Linked DNA regions of Mus musculus: region 2 is linked to region 1. Evidence: chromatin contacts called from public Hi-C data. All regions are on one chromosome and are shown on one strand. The core of a region is the stretch at or near the end of the contact, and the rest is flanking DNA. Distances in the headings are between cores, read along the strand shown. Region 1 overlaps Pcp4 (Purkinje cell protein 4). Region 2 has its middle 100 kb from the start of Pcp4.

Evidence for each region. Hi-C and Micro-C count contacts between places; a contact is called where the count stands out from the background.
Region 2: a Hi-C map of the N1E-115 cell line shows a contact between it and region 1, with 1.8 times the contacts expected there. The contact joins two enhancer-like sites. A contact is called at or near these places in 5 of 484 Hi-C or Micro-C datasets (B cells, the C10 cell line, the N1E-115 cell line and 2 more) and 3 of 9 other capture datasets (adipose tissue, liver and pancreatic islet).

What each region holds. Positions count from the first base shown.
Region 1 is chr16:96,490,149-96,493,861 of GRCm38.p6, forward strand. Pcp4 (Purkinje cell protein 4) reads left to right here. Exons shown (of 3, transcript NM_008791.3): 2 at 3,668-3,713. Among named protein-coding and RNA genes, the nearest start is that of Pcp4, 24 kb to the left of the region's middle. Within about 2 kb of position 1,888, at least 2 of the 459 cell types and tissues checked have an H3K27ac peak or open chromatin away from gene starts, as enhancers often do. A contact at or near this core is called in the N1E-115 cell line, where this site is marked.
Region 2 is chr16:96,565,380-96,569,092 of GRCm38.p6, forward strand. No RefSeq gene overlaps it. Among named protein-coding and RNA genes, the nearest start is that of Pcp4, 100 kb to the left of the region's middle. Within about 2 kb of position 1,887, at least 1 of the 459 cell types and tissues checked has an H3K27ac peak or open chromatin away from gene starts, as enhancers often do. A contact at or near this core is called in the N1E-115 cell line, where this site is marked.

The DNA.
Region 1 (3,713 bases), core at 638-3,137:
TACCAACCATCTATCCATTATCCATTAATTCATCCACCCACTCATCAATCCATCTACCCATCCATCCATCCACCCATCAATCTATCCATCCATCTACCCACTCATCCATCTACCCACTCATTCATCCATCCATCCATCCATCCATCCATCCATCCATCCATCCATCCATCCACCCATCCATCCTTCAATCCATCCATCCATTGGCCCACTCATTGATCTATTGATCCATCTGTCCATGCACCAATCTATCTATCCATCCATCTACCAACCCACCCATTGATCTACTTGTTAATTGATCCACCCATTGATCTATTGATCCATCCATCCATTATTCTATACATCTATTCATTTATAACACATCCATTAATCTATCCATTGATCAATCAATCCATCCAATAGTCCATCCATTCTTCTAGCCACATAGTCATTTATTTTAGCATAGTTTAACTCTGGTACATGTGCTATCTATAAACTTAAAAACAACCTTACAGCTATCCTACTATTCAGCCCTTTGTTATTGGTCAGGCTACTTCATCCAAGTATTCTTGATACCTTTAACCTGTGGGTCAGGCTACTTCATCCAAGTATTCTTGATACCTTTAACCTGTGGGTGATAATGAGGCCACATTAGCCTTAAGACATGAATTCCCTTCTTTGGTCTCCCTAGCTGTAGTGATGGCTCAGGAGAGATGAGGTACACAGTGTGAAGAGATACTCCTACACAGTGGCTGAGAGTGGGACCTAACCACCTGGTTTTTGGGTTATAATCCTGGCTCAGCACTTCTCGGCTTTATGGCCTTGTGCAAAGTTCTGCTCTATGTCTTAGGATACAATGGGTAAAGTAAGGTTGGAAAGAGCACATACCTCATTAAAGACACTGTCAGAAATCACAAAGTTGGTTGGTGGTGTCTGACAGCCCCAGGACCTTGCCTAGACCCTTTGCTCCTTAATTCAGGAACACCTGTCATTCCATACAGTAGGACAGTTAAATGAACATGTGTGAGGACCAGACTCTGGGGACATAGAAACTTCTGGGCACTCTCCATGCACCCAATCTTCCTTTACTGGGTCCTTGAAACAAGATGCTGAAATGATGTGCTCTTTTTCTGTCAGGATCATTTTCTAATCTGAGACAGCATCTCCTCTGACAACTATCAGCTCCATTTTGCTTCCATCATACAAGAGCTGACACAAAAACCCCCGTCTTACAAATCCTCAGAGAATGACTCCTTTCTCTTCTCTCTGAGCATCTCATTTGGTCTTCCTCGGATTTCTAAAAAGTGATAGTTTATGGAGCCAGGTGGCATTTGTGGTATCTGAAAGGTATTGGTGTTTGAAGTGTTTTAAGATGACAAGGCAGAGCCTGCACCCACTTTGCACTTGTATTTCATTTAATTTGTCTTTATTCTGCCCTGGAAAATCTCACCTTTCATGCTGCACAATTTCCCTTTAATCTTCACCCATCTATGAATTATTCAAGGAAAGGCTTAGATAGTGGGCTTGTTCATACCCAGGGTGGCTGCTGCATCCCTGATTTGGGAAGGCTCATTTCCATCAGAAGCCACACATTTACTAGCTTTGTATGACAGAGGACCCGAGGTGGCATCAGATTAAGGACAGATGAAAAGAAATGGCTGTTGGTGCCCATACATCTGCTCTAGGCAAGGGATGAGCTATTCGGTTTAAATTAAGCTGGTTATGTTACAGCTTTCGCCAGGTAGGGGATGGATGCCATGGCAGAGATAATTGATGTCTGGCTGGAGATTGAATGCTGGCAAGTCTTTCATTGTGGAAACTCGAAGGTTCCAAATTAAATATGAAGAAGGGGCCAGCCGTTCTGTGATCTCTCCTCTCAACTCGCCTCTCCTCTCTGTTCCATTCAGGGAGGTGCTTGCCTCACTGGGTGGAGCATAGCATTTCTGACCAGATGGATGTCTGTTCTCTGTTTCACAGGGATGTGGGGTTATCATTCGCTCGGGGTAGTAAGCATTCAGAGGACATTTAACTAAACAGACATTTATATGCATCATTGACTTTGTTTGTTTACACTGACCAGAACCTGGATCTGTGTCCCACGAGTCACCATTGACTAGTGACCCAAGAATTTCTCATGACAACATTGAGCATTGAGGGGTACTGATTCCTTCTCCTAGGAGATGGTTTCTTGGCTGAAGTCTTGGACCCAGATATAAACTTTGAGGCTGCCGTTATTTCTTAGGGGTCACTTATTGTGGTTTGTCCTTTCTGGTGGCTGTCTTCACAAGACCCCTTTACTGTGGTTATGTCACGGTGATAGCTTCCACAGGACACCATTTTCTGGGAAAGGAGCCCAGGTTTCTGCCACTCAATTGGCTAGATCATGGTTCCTATGGGCTTGTCTTAGTCAGGGTTTCTATTCCTGCACAAACAACATGACTAAGAAGCAAGTTGGGGAGGGAAGGGTTTATTCAGCTTACACTTTCACATTGTTGTTCATCACTAAAGGAAGTCAGGACTGGAACTCAAGCAGGTCAGTAAGTAGGAGCTGATGGAGAGGCCTTGGAGGGATGTTCCTTACTGGCTTGCTTCCCCTGGCTTGCTCAGCTTACTCTCTTATAGAACCCAAGACTACCAGTCCAGGGGTGGCACCACCCACAATGAGCCCTCCCCTCCTTGATCACCAATGCAAAAAATGGCCCACAGCTGAATCTCATGGAGGCCCTTCCCTCCATGAGAGCAACTGAAGCTCCTGTTCTCTGTTCTCTGAGTTCTCTGTGCTAACTCCAACCTGTGTCAAGTTGACAGGGCCCCACTTCCTTCTCCTGGAAATTAGAGTCATTGCAGTCTCTTCCTGTGCTTTCAAATCAATGCTTTTGATAATTGTTAACTCTGATAACTGATAATTCTGACAAATGCCAGACACTTGGGTTGATAAGATACATCTTCCTCCCTCGATCAGAATAAATGCCATAATAAACCCCGAAGAGACATGCTTCCTGCTTACACACGTGTTACCTTTCACACACATCTCCAAAATTCCTCATGGAATCACCAAGAGTGATGCAAATCTAACCTTAAAAGTTATGTCTTCATACTGAGTTTAATGAGGGATGACTAAAATTTACTATAAACCTGCACAAAGCTGTCAAACAGTTAAGAGTATATTTAAAAATAACTCATAATGCATTTCGTATTTCTTGCCAAACTGGACAAATGGAAATACCCAGGACAGGCACAGACAGTGATAGATAAAGTGGCTCAGCAGTGGGAAGAATGATGAACATAGGAATCCCTTGTGCCTGTCAGAAGAACAGAGTGGTGTGAGGCCAGCCTCAGCAGCCCTGTGGTTGGCATACAGCCTTGGCTACGTGTCTCCTATTTAGATGAGTTTATGCTCAATCAACAACCCTCGCTGTCTGGCTTTCCATGCAACTCCTGAGTTGTATTCAGCCAGTAGTGGGCACTGATAAGGAAGGTGGCAGTTGACTCCAGCGGGTCCATGGTGGGAGTTAGTTTCATGATCTCACCAGCACTGTGATCTAACTCTCTAAGCTATGGTGACCCCAAACTTAATGTGACACAAGAGATATTTAAATTAGCAGAAAAGGATAAAACAAAACAACAAAACAAACGAAACAGTCCTAAATACATCTGATCATTTCTTTTTTGTTTCTTAAAATGTTTATAGAGACAAAGTGCCGGAGCGACCAACGGAAAAGACAAGACGTCAGGAG
Region 2 (3,713 bases), core at 637-3,136, 75 kb after region 1:
AAAAGTCTTCAGTCAGCCTTTCCACCCTTGGAGTTTATCAAGCATTTAGCCACAGAAATGGGCATCTGATGGGCATCAAGATAATGTTTTGCAATTCTTGGCTTGATGTGCCCCTTTGTGTAGTTACTGAGTTAGTATCTGCATACTAAAGACAGGACCTGAGTGTAAATCCTTGAATTACATATCGTATACACTTCAGGTGGTGTGTGTGTGCGTGTGCGTGTGTGTGTGTGTGTGTGTACACATGCTTCTGTTAGTCCACATGGCACTGTTAGAACAGAATAACAGTACCATGTGCTGTTATGTAACACAGCCCTGTCTATGTGAACAGTGGACGCTTATTGTTTCTGGAGGCCACGAAGTCCAAGACAGAAAGTCTGGATCTAGCAATGCCCATGTACACTGTGACAAAGGGGAAGCCATCCCTTAGCCAGAGGGAATGCATAAGAGACAAAGATGTTTATCCTCCTTAAGGTGTTTATTCTCCATCAGGGGTGCTCTCCAGCCCTTTAGGCCTTGACTCTTATGATGTTTGTTGCATGGGGGTAGGGGTATAGTATGGGGGTAGGGTTGGGGTGTGTGTGTTAAGATTCTAGTACTCTTCTGGGGAAGGCCACTTTCATACCCTAACCACTACACAGGTATCTTCCCAATTACATAGAAAACTCTTAGAGAAATAAAAATCAAGATTCCTTATGCCAAATAACAATGCTTTAAATTTCCAAGGAATTTCGGCCCAAATGGTAGGTTTCCCATTCTTTCATCTTTAATTACAGTTTGAGTTTGATCAAAAGAGAGCCACAAAGTTGCAGTATGACTTTAATTCAAGGCATGTGTTTGTTCTCTTATTTACTACTTACTTGAATGAAGGCCCATGATGGCAGAGTCCTTGTCCTTTGGGTCATTGTGAAATCCCAGCTTCCCTCAGCTGTGTTAGATCTGTTGTTTCTGAGTGGAAAAGTTGTCAGTGAAGAATGTTTGGAAACCTCTAGGCTCTGTGTTTGTGTATTTTCTTCATGTCAGAGCCCTTGCTTCTCCCTTGGCCTAGATCATCTGGTTCTCCTTGGGATCTTGATCACCTACTATTTCCTTGCATCCTATCAGACTGTGACAGTGGCCAAAAACAGTATGCTGAGTTCTGCAGATCACACTCGTGCACATGCACAGGTATGCACACACATATACACAGGCAACACACACACACACACACACACACACACACACACACACACACACACACACACACATGAGTATGTTCATGACAGAGGGGACAAGAGGCTGTGGAATATGCCTTTTGGTGACCACTGAGTGTAGTGTCTCACAGTCCCTATAGGAGAATATAGCTAGTGGCTTATCCAGTAATTTTCACAGGCTAGCAGGACCTAGGTGAGCTTACAAATGGCTCCTGGGTCCAGGAGAAGGGAAGATTACTGGACTGGATCTTTATCTGCAGGAGTAGAGTTGAGAGGGAGCTTATTGTGGGACTTTCCATTTTCCCACCCCTTTGTTAGAAGCAAGAACTTTTTTTTTTAGGCTTCATTAAAAATTTAATCCATAGCTGTTTATTCGAGTAGCCCCAGGCATCTTGTTGAGGTCAAGCTACTAACTAAGTGACAGATGTTGACTCTGTACTTTGATCTGTCTTTTCACTACCTGTTAAGGAAGGATAATAATAACATCCACTTCCCAGGATGTTGTCTGGAATAAGAGGATATACTAAGGGCACTTGAGCCTTGCCCGGGATTCACAGAGCTCTCGCTAGTGTTGTTGTGATGACTAGGCTGTTTGTGGATGTGGGCCAGGAAAACCCAAGGAGGAGCTAACTCTACCGCTAAGATTTCACTTCTCAAGGTCTCAGTTTCCCCTTATGTGAGCACAGTAAGATGTGCAAGCCCCTTAGAAAGATGGTCTAGCTCCCTTTCTAGTGTGATAAAGCACTCTGGACAGAAGCAACCTAGAGGGGAGGGTGTATTTGGCTTCCACTGCCAGATCAGAGCCCATCATCACAGGAGCTTAAGCAGGAACAGAAACCACAGAGAAATTCTGTGTGCTAGCTTGCTCACCAACTTAGCCAGCTTTCTTATGTGGCCTAGGCAATGGCTTTGCTGATGTTCACAGTAGGCTGGGCCCTCCTGTATCAGATAATAAGACAATCCCCACAGACATGCACATAAGTCAGTCTGATCTAGGTAATTCATCAACGGGGCTTTTCTCTCAGATGACTGGGCTGAGTCAAGTCGACAATTAAAGCTAACCAGAGCAGAAAGCATGTGTAAGGAACAGCCAACAAAACTGAGTCCCCGAGAGAGCAGCTACCCTCTTAACAGTATGCAGTCTGTCTGCTCTGCATCAGGATAATTTCCATTGACTGAATTACTTCTGCTGGCTGCTGACTCACATTTATCTAAGGGGTTCAAACTTATAGAAAGGTCTTGTCTTAGTTAGGGTTTTACTGCTGTGAACAGACGCTATGACCAAGGCAAGACCAATAAAGGACAACATTTAATTGGGGCTGGCTTACAGGTTCAGAGGTTCAGTCCATGATCATCAAGGTGGGAGCATGGCAGCATCCAGGCAAGAATGGTACAGGAGGAACTGAGAGTTCTACATCTTCATCTGAAGGCTGCTATTGGAAGGTTGACTTCCAAGCAGCTAGGACGAGGGTCTTAAAGATCATGCCCAGAGTGACACACTTATTTCACCAAGGCTACGCCTTCAAATAGTGCCACTCCCTGGGCCAAGCATATTCAAACCATGACAGGTCTTAGCATGTTTTAGGCTGCAGTAGTGACTTTATAACACCTCTGGTCTAGTGACTATCCCCTGGGGTATATGCATCTGGAGGTCTAAGATGTGAGGAGAATGTCTGGGTTGCTGAGCTGAGGGTGTTTCAGAATCCATGGGCACCATAGAGGCTTGGCTGCTTCTCAGGAAGCATGAACACAGGAAGGCTGGTGTGTCTTCCCTTCTGCCTCAGTACACTCAGCATGGAGTTGGTGAGATCGCTGCTGTAGGTATGTCCTGTGGGTATGTTGTGAGAAAGACCACGTATAAAGCTATGTCATAGAGAGTCCCTGAGCCGTGTGAGGTCCTGAGCGAGACATCAGGGGGATTTGGGAAGAGTGAATTTTGGGGCTGCTGTGAGATTAGAAGGGTAAATTGGAGCCCCACAAATGGATAGGGGAGGAACATGATGGGAAGGACGATGGGAGCAGAATAGGGAGGGATGCCACAAGCATAAGATAAAGCCAAAGACTGAGGGAATGGGGGTTATCTGGGATGAACACAGAACTGAATTCTGGAAATTGGGAAGCAGAAGTTGTTTATATACATTAAAAAAAAAAAAAAACAGGAGTAATTCATTGAAAAGAAGGCAGAGTAGAAATGTTCTTCTGCCCATAGAGTCTCCTCTGGGGACATAGGGAGGTGAGAGGTAGCTGCCTCCTTCGGATGGGGAGTGTATGTGGATTAGAAAAGGGCTGAAGACCTGTGGAGAGTCTGAAACATTCCTGTCTTCAAGAAAAGGGTCCAAATACCACATCACCTGTGGTCAATTAGCAAAAGTTGTCGACATTGATCTGCAGATGGTAAGTCCTTGAGCAACTTGGTAAAGGATGAGCCATAGGAGAAGGTAGGGATCCATGGGAACTTCAGGGAACCGGAATGGGGCCAGGAGCAGCCCGTGGAACCTGGGCAGGCCAGGAGGCTGAAGA